2 separate regions of the Rattus norvegicus genome follow, and region 1 is linked to region 2. The links are chromatin contacts, called in public Hi-C maps. All regions are on one chromosome and are shown on one strand. Each heading gives the region's core, a stretch centred on a gene start, on an enhancer-like site or on the middle of the called end of the contact. The rest is flanking DNA. Distances are from core to core; before and after follow the strand shown.

Evidence for each region. Hi-C and Micro-C count contacts between places; a contact is called where the count stands out from the background.
Region 1: a contact with region 2 is called in a Hi-C map of liver, with 6 times the contacts expected there. The contact joins the promoter of Mob3b here to the enhancer-like site in region 2. A contact is called at or near these places in 6 of 12 Hi-C or Micro-C datasets (Schwann cells, kidney, liver and 1 more).

What each region holds. Positions count from the first base shown.
Region 1 is chr5:54,531,123-54,536,318 of GRCr8, forward strand. It overlaps Mob3b (MOB kinase activator 3B), which reads right to left and starts at 3,042. Exons shown (of 4, transcript NM_001108970.2): 1 at 2,828-3,042. It also overlaps the pseudogene Rpl10a-ps2.
Region 2 is chr5:54,482,777-54,487,866 of GRCr8, forward strand. All of the region lies in intron 1 of Mob3b (MOB kinase activator 3B), which reads right to left. LOC134486926 (a long non-coding RNA gene) reads left to right here. Exons shown (of 2, transcript XR_010066501.1): 2 at 1-2,150. Among named protein-coding and RNA genes, the nearest start is that of Luc7l3-ps2, 36 kb to the left of the region's middle. Within about 2 kb of position 1,780, at least 8 of the 93 cell types and tissues checked have an H3K27ac peak or open chromatin away from gene starts, as enhancers often do. A contact at or near this core is called in kidney and liver, where this site is marked.

The DNA of each region.
Region 1 (5,196 bases), core at 1,792-4,291, 50 kb after region 2:
TAATAAATAAATAAATGTTTAAAAAACAAAAACAAAAACAAAAACAAACCAGAGACCCATCCCTCCAAAAAGAACATAACACAGAAATGTTAATGGACAAAATAAAAATGTTTATTCTCACTTTTGATTTCTAAAAAGTGCTAAGTAAGGCAACAGCAAAACATTCCTCTCCCATTAACACCACAGAAATGGAAAAACAATGATAACACTTAGGCTACAATGTAGGTTCTCTCATACCCACTGGCATGTGTTTACTACGGACAACCTTACAGTCTTCAATATTATAAAAAATGTATCAAACCTACCATGCCTCCAGAAATTAAATATTCCAGGGAAATAATTGGATAAGAAAGAGAGAGTTTTTAACGTTTTAACTATGACTTTTCTATTTTTCCTACAATAATTTTTCTGGATAAGTCTTTTAGTTCCAAAATTAAAAAAAAAAAATGAATGCCCTTATTTTCCTCTACAATGATTGTGTTTTCCTTCTTGGCTGGGCCAAGGCCTGACTTTAACTTTAATGATGCCTTCTGGTGCTCCCTGAGCAAACAGAACCTAAGCAGTACTTCGTTAAGCAGGTCAGTTTGTTACTTTGCTGGTACTGTTACATTTCAAAGAAATCCCAACTTGTGGGCCTTTATCATTAGAGTGGGTTGACCACTTCAGAGAATTTGCTGTTTTTTTCTTTTCAGGATCCCACCGGCAAGATCTAGAAATCGTGGGGGAAAGTTTCTCTATATATCCTCTCTTGAGTTAACAATCTCTCAAAGCACTTTTAAGTTTAAGGGCAAACCAGACCTGTGCAGAGCCCAGAACTTAAACTATCTGAAGGATGGTTGGGATTTAAGAGCACTTACTTAACACGCTGAGGCCCTAGCAGGGTGGAGTGTTGGAGAGGAACATAGGTCACAGGTGACTCCATATAAGCCTCTTTCTCACCTGAGTGGGAGAGGGCGAGTGTCAACATTTAGCAGCCCGGAGCGGGGAGAATGTTTCCGTATCTCCCAGACAGTCTAAGGTTGAGAATTCCACAGGAAAAAGTGGCAAAGGCAACATCTACAAGGCTGGCAAGAGGCACAGGTTCCAATAGGTGTGTATGATCAAACTTCCTCTAGTCGACCCTCGGGAAACCATTCTGGTGCCTGCCGGCTTTGGGAGGTGACTTTGCTCTTGCCAATATTGCTTAATAAGTAACCCACACAATGCTAACTGCTTTAGATGGAAGCGCCTAACTTATTCCGGGAAACCCGACCTCCTACAGCCTAACAGGCGCCCCCCTCTGGAGAAATAGGGGCTACCCCAAACCACCTGTTCTCGGATGAAAACCAGAGCAGTGCTCTGGTCGCATCGGCCATTTGGACTGCTTAGTCATGGCCTGATTTTTCTGCAGCGCTGGGAGAAATTTGGGTCTTAAAGTTGGAGCCTTAGGTGAAGTCAGAAGCCACGAACACTTCACAGCTAGTCACGACACCACTATTTCCAGGCAATCTTTAACCTTCCCAGGTTAGCTTTCGTCTCCACTCTTCTGTGGTCAATGGCCTGACCCTCATCCCTTGAGAATCTTCAACCCCTGAACTTTCCGTAGAGACCAGGTGCCCTGTCCCCGGCCATCGCCCGGGTCGTGGGCCCTCCACACGCGTTTAGCTCGCCTCTGGAAGTCCTTTGGACCCGCTCGCAGAGCTCCTGGCTTTTGAGAACTCTGCCTCTACTCCCTCGTCTCAGATTAGCTAGGGATAAGATCTGAGAAATGCGCCTTGGGCCACAAGCAGCCTAGGAGGCGGGCTTAGGAACAACTTTCCCTCCGCCCTCTAACCGCAAGCCCCGGGTGGGGCGGCCTAGCCGGGTCCCGATCTCTGTCCTTCCCCAGCGGGGATCCCAGACCCCAGCCCGCGCAAAGGTCGGCGTGGAAGGCCCCGCGAGCGGCGAAAGGGACTTCCTTCCCCGCCAGAGCCCCACCAGATGTTAGAGGCGCAACAATAGTGGAACCGCAGAGGAACAAAAGGCCATTCACCGGTTACACCAGAATGACTCGGTCGCCCCGTCTCTGCGGGGAAGATTTCCAGAGGGTCTGAAAGAGACCGGAGTGGTGTAGAGCCTCTGCCACGCTCCAGGAGGCGGGAGCCTCTCTTTACCACTAACCACCCCATCCTGGGGGGTCCAGTGGTGGGGAGGAGAAATGAAGGGAAAATTTTAGTTTTCACCTTCTCTGGTGCAGGAAAGGAAGGGACTACGATTCCAGATGTTTGACAGTTGTTGGTCCAAAAGTTGAGCAAAATTTATTTATTCTTAATACCCTCGCTTCATGAGGCATCGGTAGCCGGAGGACCGGGGGTGGGGGGGTGGGGGACAAACCAAGACTGTGCGCTGTAGCCCTCTCTACACAGCTTCACACCGAGCCTGCTCTGGGAACCAGGAGCCCAGGAGTGTCCCCCCTGCTCAGACGCACTTTTGTAAAAGTTTCTCTTCCCGCCGCTTCAGGCCGACGCGCACCCCACCCGCATCTGAGATTGAGAATGGGTTCCGGGTGAGATCTGCACCCTGAAGGGGGAGAGAGGGGGTGTATTTGAGATCAAAGCCACAGACCCCTGGGTGGGAACTGGACTCACATTCCAGTCCGGGAAATGCATACCCGGGGGCAGAGAGAAGCCAAGGAGCCCGCTCTGGCTAAACCAGACTCCAACCCCGGAAGCTCGCGGACCAGGGTGAGGACTGGGGTCCGCAGGATTGATCCTCCCTAGGTGTGCCCCGCACCTTGGCCCTCCTGGGTACAATACGGAGCGGGAAGCTGCGACTGCACCTCCTCCCCACTGTTGGAAGGATCTCTTACCGTGGGGTTTTAACCTTCTTCCTAGGGCCCTGCTGGCTTCCTTCACGCCGGCAGCAGCTTCTGGAGCGGGAGAAAAAGAGTGAACTCCTCCAACCCGAGCAGCGATGTTGCAGATTCACGCGAGGGGCTCTCTAGCCAGCACGCGTGACTCCAGATGCAGCGGCCACGGCTCTGATGCGGCCCCCACATGCACCCAGCGCGCCGCGCAGCTCGCCCGAGCGCCACTGCAGCTCACAGGCTCAGAACCGAGTCCCCTGGCGGCCTTCTCTGGAAAGGCAGCTACACCGGGACAAGAGGAGTCGTGTTGCCTTTAGGATCCTCTAATCTCCACAAGGGCCTGAGACAATGAGGAGTCTAAGTCTCTCAACCTTGATCTGCTGCTCAGTGTAGCTAGAAAAATGTCAGACTAGAAAAGATACTGTCCTGGTTGATCTTAGTCAACTTGACACAACCTTGATATATCTAGGAGGAGGGAATTTTGATTGAAAGAGTACCCTCATAAGATAGACTATTAATAAGTCTGTCCAGCATTTTCTTGATTAATGATGGGGGGGAGGGCAGCCCACTGTGGGTGGTGCCAGTGTTGGGCAGGTAGTCCTGGTGTGTAGTAAGAAAGCACCTAGCTGGATCTGCAAGCCTGGCTGCTAAGGCTGGAGGAGCTCGCTCTTTTTCCATTCTGTGTGAAGGAAGCCAGCAGGGCCCTAGGCAGAAGGTTAAAACCCTATGAGAAGCAAGCCAGTGAGCTGCATTCCCCTGTGGCTTCTGCTTCAGTTCCTGATTCCAGGTAACTGTCTTGACTTCCTGTCCTGACTTCCCTTTATGGTGGATGTGCATAAGCCACATAAACCCTTTCCTCCTCAAGTCGCTTTTGGTCATGTTGTATTATTACAGCCAGTTGTAAAGTGCCTTGGACTGCCTGACACACCTTGGAAAGTAGCATTAAATCATGAAAAAACCTTGGAAGTCATAACTACCTTGCCGGGTGATTATGAGTAAACCAGATTATGAGACGTAGTCTTAGTTCTTGATGTGAGTCTTCAAACATGAACTGAAAGAAAAAAAATGAAGTGGATTTTGTCTACCTGCTTTTATTCTCTTATATAATGCCTGCCGATTGCATTAGTATCAAACGACTTGATTAGCTATTACGTCCCATAATTTCTACTACACTTTTGGAAGGATGGAAATAAATTAGGTGGCATTTAGGAGATATATACATATGTTTCCATACCCCACTCCTACTAGCCTTTTCTTTTTAGATGGCAGCACTGAGGTCTATTGGAGCATCCTAACACAGATGCTGGTCCTTGCCCATGGTGCTCTTGATGTTTTTTCTTGAGCAAGGACACCAAGAAATTGACAGCCAGGTGGATGTTGTAGATCAGCTCGTCATCGGTCATCTTCATGTGGCCGACGGCAACAGCCAGACACAGCACCTTCTTCATCTGGAACTCGATTGTGGATTTCACCTCATCCACTTTGGCTACCATGTTTTCATTGTGTGTCAGCAGGGAGGGGAACTTGCCAGCCTTGTTTAGGCCTGGGCCCAGGATACGTGGAATCTGCTTGATCAGAGACTCAGAGGCCAAAAAGGCATCACACTTCTTGGCCAGCTTTTTGAGCAACTTCTTGTTCTTATTACGCTTCTTAAGCGTCCATGTGGGGATTATCCACAGCCTTGGCTTCATCACAGTGCTGCTGATCCCCCAGGACGCCCACCAAGAACTTGGGGCAAGGGGTGGGCTTAAGCCTGACGGGTGCCCGAGAAGCGTTTGTCCTTCTGAGGGTCGCAGCTCTTCAGGCTGATATGCAACTCCACCGTCTCCAGAAATTTGCGGCACTTGGGCTGGTTCCCATTCAGGACTTCCCGCACTGCCTCGTACATGGTGTCCCGTGAGACTTTGCTGCTCATGGCTGCTCCTACCGCGGAAACCGGAAAAGAAGCCCTACTAGCCTTTCTATCACAAACATCTCTCTATGTATGTGATGCCCTTCTTGGCTCACACAAATGCTTGGAAAATCCCTGCCTGGGGCCTCAGTACTTGCTTTGCCCTCTGTCTGGGACAGTCTTCTGAATTGTTCAGTCACATCATGGCTCAACAACTACCCTTTCCCTCTAGCTCTTTATTCAGAGTCCCTCGATTCAGAACCCCATGGATCCCCCTGCCTACGACACCCCTACTCAGATGCCCTGCTCCAGTGTTCGCTATGAAATGCATCACCGTTGGGGATTTAGCTTAGTGGTAGAGCTAGCAAGCGCAAGGCCCTGGGTTCAGTCCTCAGCTCCGGGTGGGGGGTGGGGCGTGGGGTGGGGGAAGCTGGGCTGCCCTGCAGTGGAAGCCAAGCTGTAAAACTGTGGGCTGGAGAGT
Region 2 (5,090 bases), core at 530-3,029:
TCATGTTATTGCTATGTTCCTTTAGCAGAATAATAATGAGGCTTCCCTTAGGGCCCAGGATCTCTCTAGTCTCAGGTTGTTGGAAACTTTAGCTGTGTCAGATATAGGTTCTGTGACCCTTAAGTCCATCCACAACCTTATGGTCAGATCAGATTGCTGAGGATACAACTTATTTAAGTCATTAAACATGGAGAATTCGTGGTGGCGCACACCTTTGGATTCCAGCACTCGGAAGGCAAATCTCTGCAAATCCAAAGACGCCCTGGTCTATACAGAGAATCCCTGTCTCCAAAAACCAAAACCCAAAACAAACAAACAAACAAACAACAGGGTTGGGGATTTAGCTCAGTGGTAGAGCACTTGCCTAGGAAGCGCAAGGCCCTGGGTTCGGTCCCCAGCTCCGAAAAAAAGAACCAAAAAAAAAAAAAAACAACCAAACAACAACAACCAAACCAAAACAACAACAAAAACATGAAGGAATCAAGCTTCTACCAACTAGAAGCTTCACCCTACTGGCTAATAGTCATGGTGCTGGAAACTATTTTACATGCTACACGAGAAAATCTGTATCACCTAGCTGCAAACTTTGAGACCGACAAAAGTGACCTCCTGTCTGCAAGATACACTGGTGCAACAACAAATGTTAAGGGAGTAACCAACAACTTCTTGAAGCCATTTTTTTTTACAAGTCCTTTTATTTATGTTTGTTGCATTAAAAAAAAAAAACCTTTCATGTATATGCATGTACACACGAAGGCTGGTGTGCACACTAGGACACTGTGCGAAAGTCAGAGGACAACTTACAGGAGTCATTTCTCTCCCTCCACCATGTGGGTCTGAGGTATTGAACTCAAGCTGTCAGGCCTCCTGGCACCTCCAGTTGAATCTCTACGCAGTGTACATAAAGATCTGGTGGTTTTAAAGAGACCACAGAAAAATACCAGAAAGTTTCTCAAGATTGAAGTAAATGTCTACAAATATGATAATTACTTCTTTGCTAAATCTATTTTTTAAAAATATTTTATTTTATATGAAAATAATTCTTAGGACAGTTTTCTTCTTTCTTCTTTCTTTTTTTTTTTTTTTTTAAGAACTCTCTATTGTATAACTCTGGGGAAATTTGAGCCAATTATAAATTGCATGAGCTACTTACAGTCAAATGATTTCAAAAAGCAAATAATAAACACGCTTTTCATGGCCTGAAGCAAAAAATTACACTTAATGTGGGGTGTGGGCAGATGCTGATATGTTTGGAATGTGCGTGGGTAGAAAGGGACCTAGGGCCTCAGAAAGTCTCGAAGATCTGGTCCCCTTTGTGGTTTGAGGGTACGGTGGTGATGGAGAAAGTACAGCAATGCCAGGCTACCTGGCCACTGTCATGGCGGAGGGGTCATGGCGGAGGGGTCATGGCGGAGGGGTCATGGCGGAGGGGTCATGGCGGAGGGGTCATGGCGGAGGGGTCATGGCGGAGGGGTCATGGCGGAGGGGTCATGGCGGAGGGGTCATGGCGGAGGGGTCCACGTTCAGTTCTCCACCCTCCATGCAGTATTCGATAAAGTTACAAAGCCTAGGAAACACCATGCATGCTAGATTTCTCTCAGGGCTGGGCGAAGAATACTTTCCAATCCAAGTTCTGGTGAAAGGAGGGGCCTGTACGACTTAGGGGCAAGGACAGAGAGCAAAGTCTTTCAGGGCAGACAGGGTACAGGCGAGCTGAGCGCAGAAGGCTCAGGCTGAGTTTACTTCCCACTAGATCCGCTAGGGGAAGTAAATGGTGCCCATGTGGGGAACGCTACCTGCAGTTCCTAAGGAATGTTCTTTTGCAAAGGCATGGCCTGTCAGGCCTGTCTAGGGAGTGGGCTGAAATCGGGCGAGGATTTATGCATACTTGTTTGTGATGTGGAGAAGAAGGGGTTAAGCCTAGGAAAGTTCAGTCAAAGCCTCCTGGAGTTTCACAAAACTATAGGGGCAGAAAGACATAGGAAGTGGGCATTTCTAGGCTTGCACCAGTGAGATGGAGTCAGTGGAAAGCACAGGGAAATCCTTTCTTGACACACACACACACACACACACACACACACACACACACACACACAGAGAGAGAGAGAGAGAGAGAGAGAGAGAGAGAGAGAGAGAGAGAGAGAGAGAAAGGAAGGACCTAAAGAACTGAAAAGCAATTGCTATTATCCAGTCTTAGACTCACCCTCCCCTTTCCACACTAAAGGGCTGTGGAGTAGCCTCCATAGGCAGTGGTCCCAGGAACATTCTGTTGCTCCCAGCATTCCTGCTGCTTTTCAGGCCCGTTCTTAGCTCCCGGCTCTGCACTTACCCTGGGAGCCTCCCTCTCTCCTCACCTGTACTCTCAAACCTCAGGATCCAAAGCTTCCTCAGACTTGTTCCGTAGGTACCTCATTTCCAGGTAGGGGCTCCCTCAGGTCCCACTCAATGAGTTCCAAGCGCACAGTCTATCTGAAGTACTTACTTGCCCTGGGCATGACTGTGGGACTTAACCATAAGGGTGACCTTTAAACCTGAGTGAATGGAATGTGACTGTTGTTAGCCTTTAACCTTGTCAGCACAAAAGCCGTCCAGGAAAATCAGCATCGCCCCAGTTTCGTTTTTTAAACAGACCACTCCTCCGAGTCCTGGGCTGGCGGTTTCTATTGCCAGGTGGACAGTTTCAGCCGGATGCCCCGTTGGTATTCGGTCTCACACAGTGGTGAATCTTAGGTGACAGCGGGAGATTGCAGCAAATCATTTGTACATATCTCTTACTGTGTACTATTAACTTATTTAATCCTCAGAGCGCCTATGAGGTGTTATTAATAATCCTGGGTTATAGATAACAAAACTGAGGAAGTTACATAGTCTAGCCAAGGTCGCTTCAACAGAGAGCTGCAGAGACGGGACTCTAACATAATCGATCTGGTTCCACAGTACAACCCCTGCTGAGCAAAACCAAGCGCCAGCTCTAACAAAGCTCCTTCCCTCTTCAGGAGCAACAATCTCTGGTTTAACGTCTGCCATTGCTTGCACTGCTTGACATTGACCCTCTCTGCGCCTCACAAAGATCCAGTGAAGGGAGAGGTTGGGAAGGTCATCCTACAGAAGCAGGAAGGGGACTTGAGTTAGGTAACTCCCCTGCCGACCCGAAATCTCCCCACCTCCCTGTGCTCTCCATTTTTGGGGTTTAAATCTCGGCCTGCGTCCAAGCAGAACACACAAAGCCAACATGGTTCCACGTGAAAAGGTTTAATGAAAGAAGAGTAGAAGAGGGGAGAAGCAAAGGAGGCTGGCCATGAGCATGTGGAGGAAGGGGGCAGGGGAATGGGGAGAGAAAGGACAGGGACAATGAGGGCATAAGAGAAGAGAAGAGTAAGGGCAAAAGAGAACAAGAGGGAGAGGAGGGGGCAAGCAGCCCTTATATTCAGGCACAGCTGGCTGTTGCCAGGCAACTGTGGGGCGGAGCATACCTGGTTGTTGCCAGGTAGCTGTGGGGGTGGAGCTTAGACAGAATACCAACCTCCATTACCTATTTCTTTCCCAGATGCCAAGGTCCCCATAATGCTACTCTCCCAGTCAAATCACGGGGGTGGGGTGGGGGTGGGGGTGGGGTCATGCCTCAGTGACTGAGCCTCTGGATTGCTCCTCTTTACTGTACCCCAGAACTCCTCAACTCTCTATAGAATGGGAATAGCAGAATTGCTGTGACACTGAGTTTGGGATTTCCCCCCTTGTTCTCTCTTGGTACTTACTCAGTGTGGGAGGCATTGGGAATATGTGTATCGATTTTGTGATAGGGAAAGGTATTACGATACTATCGAATACTACTCTGTGTATTAAAAAATGTAGTGACTCTTGCAGACCACTTAAGCGTAAGCTCACTGAGTTGATAGGTAAGTTTTGTTTTGTTTTTTGGGTTTTTTTGTTTTGTTTTGTTTTTACATGAAGAGTTGAAAATCTACACTGAATTTTCCCAATCAACGTTTGTGACCTGCTGGATCAGGATAGGTTTGCTGTGATGAACAAAACAGCTAGAACTCTTTCCTGGGATATCAGCACAGCAGACAGACTGCAGAGCTAGAAATACTGACCGCCTGCAGATCAGAGAGCGCACAGATTTCCTAATAAACACAGTAAAGACAGAGGTATCATCTACAGAGATTTTTTTTTTTTAATTTCAGGGTAATAAAGATATTGGAAGTGAAGATGTGTAAGACCCCTTAGGAGACAAGGGTTTTCCTGGCTTTCGGTGTTCAGCTGTGAGACAGAGCCCCGTGTGCACAGAACTCCCTTGGGCCCGCATTAGCTCCCTGAGATGGGGAGGGGCATACGGGTAGACTGATGTAATAAGCATGGTGGTGTGTTTTCTGCTGTGTTCTGAGTCACAAACTGAAGTGTGTGGAACTTGCCTTTTGTGTTCGAATTTGAATGACCCCACTGGTGATGGACACCCTGAGGCTATTTGACTACTCTCTCCCCATTGATTCTTCGACAATATCAGGGCACCATTTAGGTTGGTCATGACTTCTTAGGCTCACCCTTTCCACTTCCATGATAAATAGTCTTTATTTCAAGATCAGAGTTCAAGAGAAACAGTCTGGTGTACCAACTAGTCTGAGTGGACAGAGATTTGCAAACCAGATCAGTCAGAAGCCTACCAAGATGGAGACTGGTTCCTGAGAGTCAGGTGAGCATCCCTGATGGCCAGCATCCCTGATGGCCACTCGTCAAGCTCACACTTGACCTGCAATCTTCTGCTCTATGATGCCCTGAGGCTGGACGTCTACAAATCGCTTTTCTTCTAGGCCTCCATCCTGGTGGCTTCCTAGTATATGCTCTCCATGGGAGGTAAAAGCTGGTGTTGACTGCATTTCTTTTTGCTTTTCCCAGTCCATTCTCCTCTCTTCTTGTGGTTTTTCTTTTGGTCACTTAAGCTTTTCAGCTGTGCACAGAAATCCAACCGAAGCCTTTTGTGTGCACTCCCTCATCTCAGACAGTTCTGAAGGCAGCAGTTTCCCTAAGAAAAGGCTTCTGTTCGACTCAGATCCATTCCCAGCAGTGGCTGATCTTCAGCTCTCACAGTCAAA